Linked DNA regions of Sus scrofa: all the other regions are linked to region 2. A link is a contact called in public Hi-C and HiChIP or PLAC-seq data. All regions are on one chromosome and are shown on one strand. Each heading gives the region's core, a stretch centred on a gene start, on an enhancer-like site or on the middle of the called end of the contact. The rest is flanking DNA. Distances are from core to core; before and after follow the strand shown. Region 1 overlaps AKAP13 (A-kinase anchor protein 13). Region 2 overlaps AKAP13 (A-kinase anchor protein 13). Region 3 overlaps AKAP13 (A-kinase anchor protein 13).

Region 1 (4,189 bases), core at 683-3,182, 210 kb after region 2:
GAATTATTCTTTCCTTCTCAGACAGTGAAGCAGAGCAGGAAGATCTGGCTCAGTCCCTGGGCCTGGTGAAGGATGTGATTGGAGCTGTGAACAGCAAAGTGGCAAGTTATGAAAAGAAAGTCCGTCTCAATGAGATTTATACGAAGACAGATAGCAAGTCGATCATGAGGATGAAGAGTGGTCAGATGTTTGCCAAGGAGGATCTGAAGCGGAAGAAGCTTGTGCGGGATGGGGGCGTGTTTCTGAAGAGTGCGGCAGGAAGGTTGAAAGGTGAGGCTCACTTTTGTCTGGGGCTAAAAGCACGTGCCAGAGGGGAGCAGGCCGAATCCAAGTGTGTTTGTTTAGTAATTCACCACCAGATTGTTCCTAGGGACCCATGTCCACACATCACACAGAAGCAAGTCATTTAATTGTTCCTAATCTTGTATCAAAAAGGACAGGTTTGAGAAGGCTCACAACACTGTACAAAATACAGTAAGATAATGAGGAAGCGATGCAGGCCTAGGAGAGGTGGGTGACGCCGTTGGGCTTGGGTGTGGCAAAACAGTTGCCAGGAGGGAAACACCGTCAGTTGCACAGTTCATAGACTCTGAGATTAAAAATACATCACTCATTCCAAAGAGATGTCAGAGGAATTTTCAGTTCCTGAGACCTTAGAGAAACGTAAGTTTAACTCAACAGCAACTAGATTTATTATTAAACCTTGTTACTCATATCCTTAATCTTTCTCTAAGCAAAAGAGAGCACAAAAGATACTCTTTTGTCCATTTGATTTTGGTTTTTACTTTTTAAGTGATCAGCTCCTTCACGTTAAGGAAATTAGGTTTATTAACTCATCTGTACATCTGGGTTTGCTTTAATAATTGTTTTTATCAAACCTATATTTTCTGGTGCTGTCTGGTAACTCTAACCTCACCAGTAGCCTTGGGTATACCCAGCCCTCTCCCTGGCCTTAGTGAGCTGAGTACACAAAGCAGCCCGGTGCTGTCAGCCCACTGGCATACAGCTCAGGTGAGTGAAACGGGTGCTTTTCTCATCTCCGAAGTCTAAGTGATGCTGTAGGTCACTACTGTCAGAACTCCCAAGAGTCCTTAGCTAGCGTTTCACCATGCTTAGGCCAACTATAAAGAAGTCCCAGGCGATCAGCTGGTCTCAGAGGTGAATGAAGCAGGACACCCTGCATTCTGAGATTGGGATCAGAATGAAGACGTGTAAAGAGGTTCTTGCTCCGCAGTATGATGGGACTGGAAGAGAGGTGTGGACTGGGGACTGGGAGAGGGTTGAGAGGTCCTTGTGAGAGCCTCGCTCAGCCCCAGTGAGGGTGGGAGGTGAACATGAGTTCAGTCTCAAAGGATGAAGAGGGAGCCAGACAGGTGGGAGGAGTAAGTGGAAGTGCAGAGATGAAGGGTCTGGCATGTGGAGAAGGGCGGGTGGTCAGGGTCTGGGACAAGCAGCAGAGTGAGACCGGGAGGGACAGGAAATAAGGCTGCAGCATCAGCTGGGGGCCGGGTTGGAGCGGGTGTGTACTCTGGACTGACTGCTGGGCTGACAGTGATCCTGGTGATAGGAGTGGGCGAAGAGTGGATTCAGAATCGAGGCTTTTAAGCAGGAAAAGGGTGGATTAGAGTGCATATAATTGAGCTGCCGGGGGCGGTGTAGCTACAGCGAGAGTGAAGAGGGCAGTCACTGTTACAGGGGTGCTAGGAAGGGCTTATCCAGGCAGGGCCATTTCAGAGAGAAGAAATACCCCTTCCTGCCACCAACCAGCCATGTATGTCACTGCTGCGTGGTGCACTGGAACCGAATGATCCCTGAGGCCCCTTCCTCCCAGCCCTGGTACTCAGCTGTCCTGAGACCCACAGCTGAGGACCCTGCCTTCACTGCCACTTCAGGACCAGCTTTGAGGCAGCCTGGCAGTTGAGAAGCACCTCCTCTCTCTTCTCTCCTGTAAGGATGGGTTTCCTAGAGCTGCTGCTGCCTGGAGCCAGCACTGTGTTCTTTCCTTTATACAGCATTTTATTGATTCATTCCCAAAATAAAAAGTAATAGATCCCAGCTGTTGGAATAAAGTTGTGGTCAAAGCAATGGTAGAACGATACGTTTTCTGGCCTGAAATGTCTCCAGTGGAGATAGGAATTGGTGTTTAGTCATTTTCACCCCAAGTGAACTTGTGCCAAGAACAGCCAGTACTATGTTGGGTAACCTTTGAAAGGGATGGGATTGTTTTTCTCTGATCTACTGACACTGATCATATAAACTTCAAGATCTAATAAAGTTGAAACTTGTGTTTTAGAACCTTTTTTTTTTTTTTTGGCAGACACCTGAACTATTTAAAAGTAAACTTTAAAAAAATTGTCAAAACTAATGGTAGTACATGGAAAATTACTCTAGTCCAGGCTGAAAAACTAGACCTCCCTAGGAATCAGACATTCTTGCTTCTGTTTTCTTCATAGCTTCGCAACGAATTACACAGAGAGGGGACCCCAGTTTTGGCAAAAGTGGTAGAAAAGGCCAGGAGGGGCCTGACCACCCAGAAGGGAACTGCATATAAGTCAGCCCGTTCTTTCTCTCCAGGGAGTCAAAATAGGCTCCCCTCTCCAGAATGAGGGTGGTACAGAGGGGCCGGCCTGTTAGATCTCAGTAGATGGCCCACCCCCAGGAACAGCACAGTTTGCCCTCAAGGAGGTAGTGGAAAGTGTCACTTCATACTCCTAAAGAATTAGAGCAAGAGTTTGTGACATTCTTTTGATTCCTGGGCCCAACTAGAGATGTTCATCTGGCTTTTGTTCTGTTTTAACTGAGATGCAGAGAGGTTGAGGTTGTCTGTGGTGTGTTGGAACTGGGGCTCAGAGAGGTTCTCACAAGGACTTTTGCTGCCAGTGGCCATTGTCCAGCCATCCCGTCCTCCCAGGGGTATGGAGGAAGTCTGCCTTTCATTGAACCGAGATATTCTTCTACCTCACCTTCTGGCAGCCTCCCTGTCTGCTGTCCCACGCCTTTCCCAGTACTATGATCAGAAGTGAAGAGTTAGTGACCTGAGCATTTTGTAGCATATGTTGCCATTAACATCTGTTGGAGTCCTGCTTCCCAACTTTTAAAAGTATTTTGTTCTAAAAACCTTGCTCATGGGATATATCGTTCCAGCACAGAGTGCTTTTAAGCCTTCCTACAACAAAGCTTTGGTGATAAATCCCATCTTAAAATGCTTCTGAAAGTCTCAAGACCAGATCCGGGAGGAGTGATCTCCACCCCATGTGCCCGTGGGTGTGCTGCTGAGTTAGTCTCTAATAAAGCCTGAAGGCTCTTGCTGGTTCTGCTCACTGGTCTCTCCTCTCCACTCTGCAGAGGTTCAAGCGGTCCTGCTTACTGACATTTTAGTTTTCCTTCAAGAAAAAGACCAGAAATACATCTTTGCGTCACTGGTAAGTGGAATTGTTCTTCTACTGTTTGTAGTTAACAGTGCTCAGTTTGCAGTTAATACGGGGAGGGTGAGTCGTGAGTGTAATGCAGTATTACTGCTCTCCCACCCCTCAGACTTAACTGGCCCAGGACAGAGTCCTCCAAGTTATTTCTTACATGCTCTTGCAGTTTTCTGTCCACCTCCCCCCACCCCCGAGTCTCCCAATTATTTTTCTTTTTCCTCATAATCCTTTTGAGGGCCTTTGGTATTTGATCTAAAAAGAAATCTGTCACTAGAGTATTGCTCATAAATTGTTTTTCAAATTGTGCCAATTTAAAACATTTCCAACCAGATTCTGTGATGAACCTGAAAGGGCTCATCATGTAGAAAACATGATTCGAACCTTTATAGCCTTAAATTTTCGTTTCCTTTTTGGAAATCTTTTTTCTGTTTGATAAAGTAAGTGAAGTAATGAGTTATTTCTTTTTCTCCCAAATCTGCCATTGTTTGTTAAGCCATATGCTTTTAAAGGGCAGCTAGTCTTACCTTAGTTGGAAGCTGTCATAAGAGTTAGACTATTGTATTCATGTCTTATGTCCGCCCTCTCCCCTTTTTCCAGGACCAGAAATCAACAGTGATCTCTTTGAAGAAACTGATTGTAAGAGAAGTGGCACATGAGGAGAAAGGTTTATTTCTGATCAGTATGGGGATGAAAGATCCAGAGATGGTGGAAGTCCATGCCAGCTCCAAAGAGGAGCGGAACAGCTGGATTCAGATCATCCAGGACAC
Region 2 (4,389 bases), core at 1,735-4,234:
CCCCACAAATATATTGATTATTGTCAGATAAATTTATAAGAATTGCAGTTTCAGGACCATTGTGTTAGTGGAGGTAAAAACTTTTGACAAGTTTAATAATACCCCTCTAAGTGGTGAGAGCCTAGATTGTTTAGTGGGAGTAAAAATGGAGAGGCAGTGCCAGATGCAAGAAATACTTAAAAGAAGCATTATTAGACATGGGAAATGGGAAAGAAGCATGAATGACAGTTGATTGAAAACTTGAGCCTGAATGACGACAGCTCATGCCATTGCCAGATGTGGAAAAGAAAGAAGGTGGTGACTTTGTTCTTTAAATGTGTTGAAGGGCATGTTGATATTCTGTTGACAGGTGGAGATGTGGGGTTGGAACTATGGGACAAGAAAGTTGGTTTGAAGTAAGAGAGAGTTTGAGTCATCTTTAAGAAATTGTTCTTTGAGAAGATGAAAGTGGATGGAATTAGTCTCTAGTGGACTATGGCAGAGAAGGCAAAGTTGAATCAAGAGAGAAGTTGTTCCAGGAGTTCCCATCATGGCACAGCAGAAACGAGTCCCCTAGGAACCGTGAGGTTGTGGGTTCGATCCTTGGCCTCACTCAGTGGGTTAAGGATCCAGCATTGCCGTGACCTGTGGTATAGGTCGCAGACGCAGCTCAGATCTGGCATTCCTATATGGCTGTGGCGTGGGATGGCAGCTGTAGCTCCAGTTACACCCCTAGCCTAAAAGTGGAGAGGCAGTGCCAGATGGAAGTGTGTCACAGGTTCGGCCCTAAAAAGGCAAAAAAACATAAAAGAGGAGGAGTTCCAGAAATTTGGATAGCATTTGCTCCTTTAACTTGTTATTCTTGGAATTTTAAAATTTCAGTCACATTAATATTAGAAATGAATTTTGGGGTGTATCTGGGGGACTTCTTTCATGCAAACCCCTTTTTTGAATGGTGGTAAAAATATGGCCATGAACAGAAACAGAAGGTTCCCTGCACTTGTGGTATTTGCATTATAGTGGGGAGAAGGCAGATAATGCATAACAAGAAAACATCAGGAAGAACAGTTTTATGAAAATGAAACAAGAGGATGTGATGTGATTGTGTCTGAGTAGAGGCTATTTTATTTTAGGTCAAGTGCTCAAGACCTCTGAGAGGTGGGCCTTTTAAGCTGAGACTCACTTAACTAGAAGGAGCCAGCCATGTGCGGTTTTGGCACAATGTTCTAGCTGAAGGGAACAAGTGCAGGAGCTCTAATCCAGGTGGGGGATCCATGTGGGAAACAGGAAGAACAGGGGCAGGACTCAGAGTGCAGAGGGGACTGGGTATGTTCTCTCCTGGATGATGTGGAGACTCAGGGAGGAGAGGCAAAAGCCTGATATTGAAGGATTTCACAGAAGGCTGAATGACCTCCCGAGGGGCCTGCCTTCTGTCTCATCTGAATACCAGCACAGCACCTACCTGTAAGTATACTCTGAATTTTTAGATCCTCCAATGGCTTGGGGTCAAGTCAGGCCTCTTGGGGATATTGGATTTATCCTAATGTAGAGCTGCAGCCTTAGACAGACTGGATTCTTAGTTTAAATGAAATATTTTGGACTACCTATTTGAGGAAAAATAGTTGTATTACTCTGTAGTCATCTTTAAGATCCATGTTTTAGGAGGGCTCAGGGAGCTAAGAATCCCATGATCCATGAGGTTGCAGGCTCAATCCCTGGCCTTGCTCACTGAGTTAAGGATCTGGCATTCTGCAGTCTGCAGTGTAGGCTGTGGATGTGTTTTAAATCTGGTGTTGCTGTGGCATAGGCCTGCAGATGCAGTTGCCATTTGACCCCTAGCTTGGGAACTTTCAGGTGCAGCCCTAAAAAGAAAAAAAAAAAAAAAGGTCCATATATTAGGTGTAAATTGGATGTTCTTGTATTGAGAAACTTTTGTTGTTGTTGTTTTTAAATAGCAAATTTGGATCTCATTTATCAGAGGACAGTGTAATTTAAAAATTCTGCTTAGTTTTTTATATTCTTTCATGCTTGAAATTGCTTCTTGGGAGGAAAAAACCCCGCATTTCTAAAATTTGCTATTAGTCCCTTTGTGAACCTAAATGAACAATGTATGATAACGATTTGATAGTAGGCCTTTCATTTTCTTTCTCGCTCTTTTTTTTTTTTTTTTTTTCTTTTTTCTCTTCTGTCCTTGTAGGACCGCACCTGCGGCATATGGGGGTTCCCAGGCTACGGTTCTAACTGGAGCTGTAGCCACTGGCCTACACCACAGCCACAGAAACGCCAAATCCGAGCTGCCTCTGCAACCTACACCATAGCTCACGGCAACTCTGGATCCTAAACCCACTGAGCGAGGCCAGGGATCGAACCCACAACCTCATGGTTCGTAGTCGGATTTGTTTCTGCTGTGCCATGACGGGAACTTCCACTTTCTGGGGGGTGTGTGTGGGTCTTGGTTAGTAATCATCTTTGTGATTAATAATGTTGCTAAGGAAATAAATGTGATAACAATGTCTTTATTGTGCATATGCTGTAAGGGAATATGTGCCGAAGCCCCAGGGGGAGTGTAGCTGAGAGTGTCCAATAGTGTTTTATTCTAGAGATGTATTCTGTGAAATAAATAACCTAGTCTCTTAGCAGATTGAAAAGGTAATGCTAGACATAATTCCTGTATCTCTTGAATCCTGAGTTATTATCTCTAGCCTTTATGGGACTTATGGTCTGAGCTTTTCTTTTGCAGTAAAAAACTTAGAGCAAACGAAGTGGCTGCTATATTTTTATGCACATAGTACATGTACCCTTTGGCTGTAGAGCCCTTCTCAGGATAAAAGCATAGACTTCCCAGAAGGGATGGGAGATGGGGAATGTTATCAGATGATAAAAGAAAAAGGCAGGCACATGAAGCAAAGGTTCCTATTTCTAAAACAAACAAAAAGGCCCACCCACACACACTGATCGTTAGCGGACCTAGCAACCTAGCAAGTGGACATTAGCAACAGTAAATAAATCCTCCCCCAGACTAACAGCTGAAAAGGAAGCAAGATTTTTAAACTTCGGAAGGAGGAGAAGGGTGGGGTCTTTGGTTGCCTCTTATCTCAGACCCCAGGCTTATTCTAGAAGAAATCTGGCCAGGCCAGGCTGGAAGCTCGGTGAGGTACAAAGAGACAGTAGGGTCAAGAATAAAGTACTGGATTAATCCTGTAGATTATAAGCTAGAGAAAGTCACTTCCTTTCTCCTCTCATCACTTTACTTTTCTGGAGAAAAAGTTGTGATGATGCACCCAAGTAACTGTCCCACAGGCAGCTCTCTGTGTGGGAGTGAACTTTGTGGGAGAGGTCAGGGGTGGAGGACAGTTTGATGAGTCATAGGAATCATTGTATTTTAGGGGCAGTTGAGCTCAGTTTTCTGGAAGAGTGAAGAAACTGAGCTACAGAGAGATGGAGGGATTTGATTGAAGCTTCATGGGGGTTGTGGTAGATCTGGTCAGGTAGCAGAATCCAAAAATAATTAGCCCAGCCTGTTTGCAGGAGGCAGTGCTTTAAATTTAGGATTCAGAGTACGTGTACAGAGAAGTCATGGTGTAAGTCTGGGAATAAGTGGGCTAAGTAAGAGAGAAGAAGGTAGCTATGGGATCACTGAAAGAAGAGGAATGTTTGAAAAGATAGCATTGAACTTTTTTTCAGAGGAGTAAACAGGTAAAGATTAGATAGCCAATGTGTATGCACTGTAGGCACATTGGAGAGTAGTTTACAGTTACTAATTGAAATCCCTCTTAAGTAGAAAAAAAGAGTCACAATGTGGATTGTAATTTTTGATGTAGGGAAGTCAGTAATAGCCATCCTTTTGAATTACTTGGTGAAACACTTATCTTTATACTTAGAGCTTCTTCAGGCGGATAGGCGGGTTTTTTTAGCCTGGGACCAGTAAAAGGAAGGGAAGGCGAAGATCCTGAACAGTAAGGCATTTTTCTTGTCCAGTGCAGCCCCTGTGGCTCTTTGATGCTTTTCTCTATTAGAATAATGTCCTGGAGTTCCTGTTGTGGATCAGCAGGTTAAGAACACAACATAGTGCCCGTGAAGATGCGAGTCGATCCCTGGCCTTGCTCACTGAGTTAAGAATCCAGTATTGCCACAAGCTGCAATATAGCTCACATATGTGACTCAGATCCAGTGTTGCTGTGGCATAGGCCTCCGCTGCAGTTCCAATTTGACCCCTAGCCTGGGAACTTCTGTATGCTGAGGATCTGGCCATAAAAAGGGGGGCGGGGAGAAGAAGAATGTTTTACCAGTTGCCGAGATGTTCCGGGGGCATTGAGTACTTTATGGTTAAGAATATTCTACAATTGATTGCTGTGGCTTTCATACTGACTTGAAAGGTTTATACTGGACGCTGATGATTTGCTAACTAAA
Region 3 (4,195 bases), core at 1,090-3,589, 180 kb after region 2:
TCCTATAGAATAGCTGAGTTTTTGTCAGTGTACCAAAAGGTAGAAGAAATATGGGAAATGGTGACATAATACATTTTATGTAAAGTTATATTAAATGCCTTGTCTTTCTTTGCCATTGTACCCGCAGTAGAGCTTTACCATTCAGAAGTGTTTTATTCTCTAAATGATAATCCAGAAATAACTGAATATTTTCTTGGTATGATGATGCAGCTCTTATGTTTTTCTAACTGTTGTGGACTTCCCTGGTGGCCCACAGCTTAACTACATGGCATTGCCACTATTACAGCTCTAGTTCAGTCCCTGGCCCTGGAACTTCCGGATGCCATGGGCTCCGCCACCCAAAACTGCTGGATAATATTACTTTTCCATAATGCTTAAAAAATTGAAAATGCTGATATAGATGTTAGAACTAGTTTTTTGTTGTTGTTGTTTTTGTCTTTTTGCCTTTCCTGGGGCCGCTCCCGCGGCTTATGGAGGTTCCCAGGCTAGGGGTCGAATCGGAGCTGTAGCTGCCAGCCTACGCCAGAGCCACAGCAACTTGGGATCTGAGCTGCGTCTGTGACCTACACCACAGCTCACGGCAACACCAGATCCTTAACCCACTGAGCAAGGTCAGGGATTGAACCCACAACCTCATGGTTCCTAGTCGGATTCCTTAACCACTGAGCCACGACAGGAACTCCTAGAACTAGTTTTTTTAATGTTAATTAGTGTAAACACTCTATAGTATATATAATATACTTTATGTATAACATAATATATACTATATAATATATAGTCTCATACCTGTAGCCAGTATATAAGAAATTTTTGAGAAATTGAGGACTGAGCTCTTATATGTCCTTTTATGAATTATCATTAACTGGCATGAGTTATTAATAAGATAAGTATCGGAGTTCCCGTCGTGGTGCAGTGGTTAACGAATCTGACTAGGAACCATGAGGTTGAGGGTTCGATCCCTGGCCTTGCTCAGTGGGGTAAAGATCGGCGTTGCCATGAACTGCGGTGTAGGTTGCAGACGCGGCTCGGATCCCACGTTGCTGTGGCTCTTGTGTAGGCCAGTGACTATGGCTCCAATTTCGACCCCTAGCCTGGGAACCTCCATATGCCACAGGAGCGGCCCAAGAAATGGCAAAAAGACAAAAAAATAAAAATTAAAAAAAAAAATTAGGTAAGTATGTTGAATCTTTTTTGAAAGAGGGAGAACCTTAAACAGGAAGTATAACAGGAACACTGGCAGTTTCTGCTTTTGTCTTTTAGTATCTTCAAGAAGTAGTGCTGTTTCCTGCTGAGTAAATTTGCTTGCTGTGGAGTATTTAACAGCAATATGCATAATGTCTGCATTCATAAAGGGTGTAGGGTGACCCTCTTTAAATCATCCTGTCACACTGATTTTCTTTCTTCCAAGCTTTCCTTTTTACAGACAACTAGGAGATGGTTAGAGATGTTTTAGACAAATTCTTAATTGACTTGAGAAGTAGGCATTTTCAGATGCAAGGATCACATTCCTGCACAGCTGCTAGTATACTCTGTAACTTCATAACAAGACATTGAGCTTCAACTCCTGCTTCTGTGGTGTGTCTAAAAAAGAACTAAATCCATCAGCGTTTCAAAGGTGCCGATTAGGGTAGAGTAGTGTTTGCAGAGGCCTGCATCAACATTAAATATAATTATCTCTCTCATTCCGTCTTTGATTAAAGATCTGCAGTGTGACAGTTGCTTTAATCACAGCATGTTTCACAGTTTTCCAGAGAGTTCTCTGATTTTTTTCAATTGTAATTACTTGTCTAAAATGGTAGGTTTAGAAAAATGAAAAATCATTTACCCCTCATAGTATCATAGTGTAGTTGTTACCTTCATCTTTCTCTTTAAATATGAGTTTCTATTTCCCCAGCACACCGTTTTAAAGCATTTTGGGAGGTGTTGAATCTGGAAAAGTCCAGCTTCAGAAAACAACCAATCACCACTTTACCACAAGCCACCTCACTAAAAATTTTCTTAGGAAACTAACCGCTTTTTATAAAATGAGGACGTCTGTTTAAATAGATGTGTTCCTTAACTTCAGGTGTTAAAAAATTGGCCTCAATCTTGCCAGAGTTCCCATCTTGCAACGTAAATACTCTCCACACAGTGTGTTTGGAGAATTTGTTCTGTCTCATGTCCTGTGTCTTTTGTAACAGGGTAGTTGGCTCTACTGGCAGCATTCAAATAGTTAAGCTTGTCTTAAGGAAATAAGCAACCTCAGCCCTCCCTCCTTCCCTTTCTCAACCAGTCTACGGCTTCCTCTTACAGTTTCTGTAATGGTTGTTCTCATGGCAGCTCAAAGCTGCTGGGCTCTGCCCTGCTGGCATGAGCCCTTCCTTCCGTGAGAGCACACTTCCTGGCATGGGGGTGGAACCATGTCGGTAAGATGGGGTCGGTTTCATGAAGCACCCCTCGTAACAGTGAGAATCATAGGACCAAAACATGGGGAGGTAAGAGCCTGACTTCTTTAAAGCACTAAATTCTAATAAACACAGGAAGAGATGGTAGAGTTTATTGTTTTGTTTTGACCCTTGGAAGAGCTAGTTTGGATTGTTTCAAAGAGTTAGGAAATTATTAATTTACTCAGATTTTGAGAGCATTGCAAGGAAGGCTTGAGAGAATAAGTTAGTTGCCGTAGAAGATTTTCTTATCTCTTGAAACATGCTTTTTAGCTTTCTTCAGCAAAATGTCAGGTGCTGTTCAGTTTAACATTTCATGTGTGGAGAAGCCTTCATCAAAAGGTAGTTAAAAGAAAAAAGTTACACGAAAAAACTCAATTTTCGTGGTTGATTTTTATTAAAGTTTTACATACTTTAACAGTTACTGATTTTTACTCAGAGCAGTTTCCTGTTTTGTAAAGTGAGGTAGTTTGTTTTTCTCCCTTCCTCTGTTGTTGTTTTATATAGTTGTGAAGCAAAGCAATTTGGCTCTTGGATTTTTTTATGTGTATTCTGTTCACAAAGGGCTTTATACAAATCAAACTTAATAAACATTCACCATTTCAGTATAGTGCATGAGTTCTGAATAGGAAGTCAGAAGACCTGGGTTCTGATTTTAACTGCAGATCGTTTGCTGTGTGACCTTCTGTGAGTCAACAAACCTCTCTAGCCCTTGACAGTAGAGCATAGTAAACTAGAGCCCAGCTGTAGAGTTGGCAGATCTGGGTCTTAATTGCAGCTAGGTTAGTTATTGTTATGCAGCCTCCATTGCGGTATCAGACATCTCTAAGCATCAGCCTCCTCAAATGCAAGATGGAGATAGTAGATGGTACATGCTTCATTGAGTCGTTACGGGAAAATTCATGTTATTGGCTCACTGCAGTGTTTGGCACATAGTAACTGTTCAAACTTAGAGCTGTTCTTTATATCTTTTTCTTATCAGTTAGAAAATGAGACGCATAATGCCCGCCCTATTCACTTCAGAGTTATTGAATCAGATGAAACAATGTACATGGAAGGCATCGATTCAAAATGTAAGGCATGTAGTAGTTGTCATGACCACTAACTTCAGGGTACCCATTTTTCAGGAGTTTTTTTAGATTATGAGAGGTATTCTATGCCCTGGAAAATGGTACCCCAGAGTTAGCGATCATGACAACTGCTGAATACATTCTTCCTGCTTCTGTGAATTGTAGTTCATGGTCGGATTACGTTGGAAGGAAATGATTCACTTGATGTTGATTAACCAGCTGAGTGTCTGCGTAACCATGCTTGCAAAGGATCTTTGATGGAGAGCTAGTTTTACCCCACAGCCCTAGTCCCCCAAGAGTAGTGTGCACTGGAAATGTCCCTGACTGCTTAGGTGTTTTGTTAAGGATCTAGCATGCATTAATATTTCTTAAAGTTTGCATGGTTTAAATCCCTGCTCCCTCAAGTTTGAAAATTGGGCAAAAAAAAAAAAAAAAAAAAACCTTGAAATTCTAGTGAGTAAAAACAGAACATGTATATGTGGAGGATATTTCAGTACTTCTGGCTAGAGTAAGGGAGGAAATCTCAGAGAGGTGCCCTAACTTTAGGGGTATATGATGGGTGGGAGGCAGTCAGAGGAGAACTTCGATCCCTTTTCTTGCTGTGCAGCCATCTTTCCTCCCCTTGGGGCTGGTCCCAGACTGTTACCATCCTTTCTTCTACTCGCTGCCTGCTTCCCCTGTGGCTGAGCTATGGCTCGCTGA

Evidence for each region. A called contact is a pair of places that touch in the nucleus more often than the background predicts. HiChIP or PLAC-seq counts read pairs in DNA pulled down with a chosen protein or histone mark.
Region 1: a contact with region 2 is called in a Hi-C map of liver, with 4 times the contacts expected there. The contact joins two enhancer-like sites. A contact is called at or near these places in 4 of 47 Hi-C or Micro-C datasets (embryonic fibroblasts, fetal heart ventricle, heart right ventricle and 1 more) and 1 of 2 datasets of contacts at active chromatin or transcription factors (alveolar macrophages).
Region 3: an H3K27ac HiChIP or PLAC-seq map of alveolar macrophages shows a contact between it and region 2. The contact joins two enhancer-like sites. A contact is called at or near these places in 1 of 47 Hi-C or Micro-C datasets (embryonic fibroblasts) and 1 of 2 datasets of contacts at active chromatin or transcription factors (alveolar macrophages).

What each region holds. Positions count from the first base shown.
Region 1 is chr7:88,200,244-88,204,432 of Sscrofa11.1, forward strand. AKAP13 (A-kinase anchor protein 13) reads left to right here. Exons shown (of 38, transcript XM_021099912.1): 27 at 22-270; 28 at 3,346-3,422; 29 at 4,020-4,189. Among named protein-coding and RNA genes, the nearest start is that of KLHL25, 90 kb to the right of the region's middle. Within about 2 kb of position 1,933, at least 20 of the 83 cell types and tissues checked have an H3K27ac peak or open chromatin away from gene starts, as enhancers often do. A contact at or near this core is called in alveolar macrophages and liver, where this site is marked.
Region 2 is chr7:87,989,682-87,994,070 of Sscrofa11.1, forward strand. All of the region lies in intron 2 of AKAP13 (A-kinase anchor protein 13), which reads left to right. Among named protein-coding and RNA genes, the nearest start is that of AKAP13, 100 kb to the left of the region's middle. Within about 2 kb of position 2,985, at least 26 of the 83 cell types and tissues checked have an H3K27ac peak or open chromatin away from gene starts, as enhancers often do. A contact at or near this core is called in alveolar macrophages and liver, where this site is marked.
Region 3 is chr7:88,168,287-88,172,481 of Sscrofa11.1, forward strand. The region is part of intron 17 of AKAP13 (A-kinase anchor protein 13); the gene reads left to right. Among named protein-coding and RNA genes, the nearest start is that of KLHL25, 120 kb to the right of the region's middle. Within about 2 kb of position 2,340, at least 24 of the 83 cell types and tissues checked have an H3K27ac peak or open chromatin away from gene starts, as enhancers often do. A contact at or near this core is called in alveolar macrophages, where this site is marked.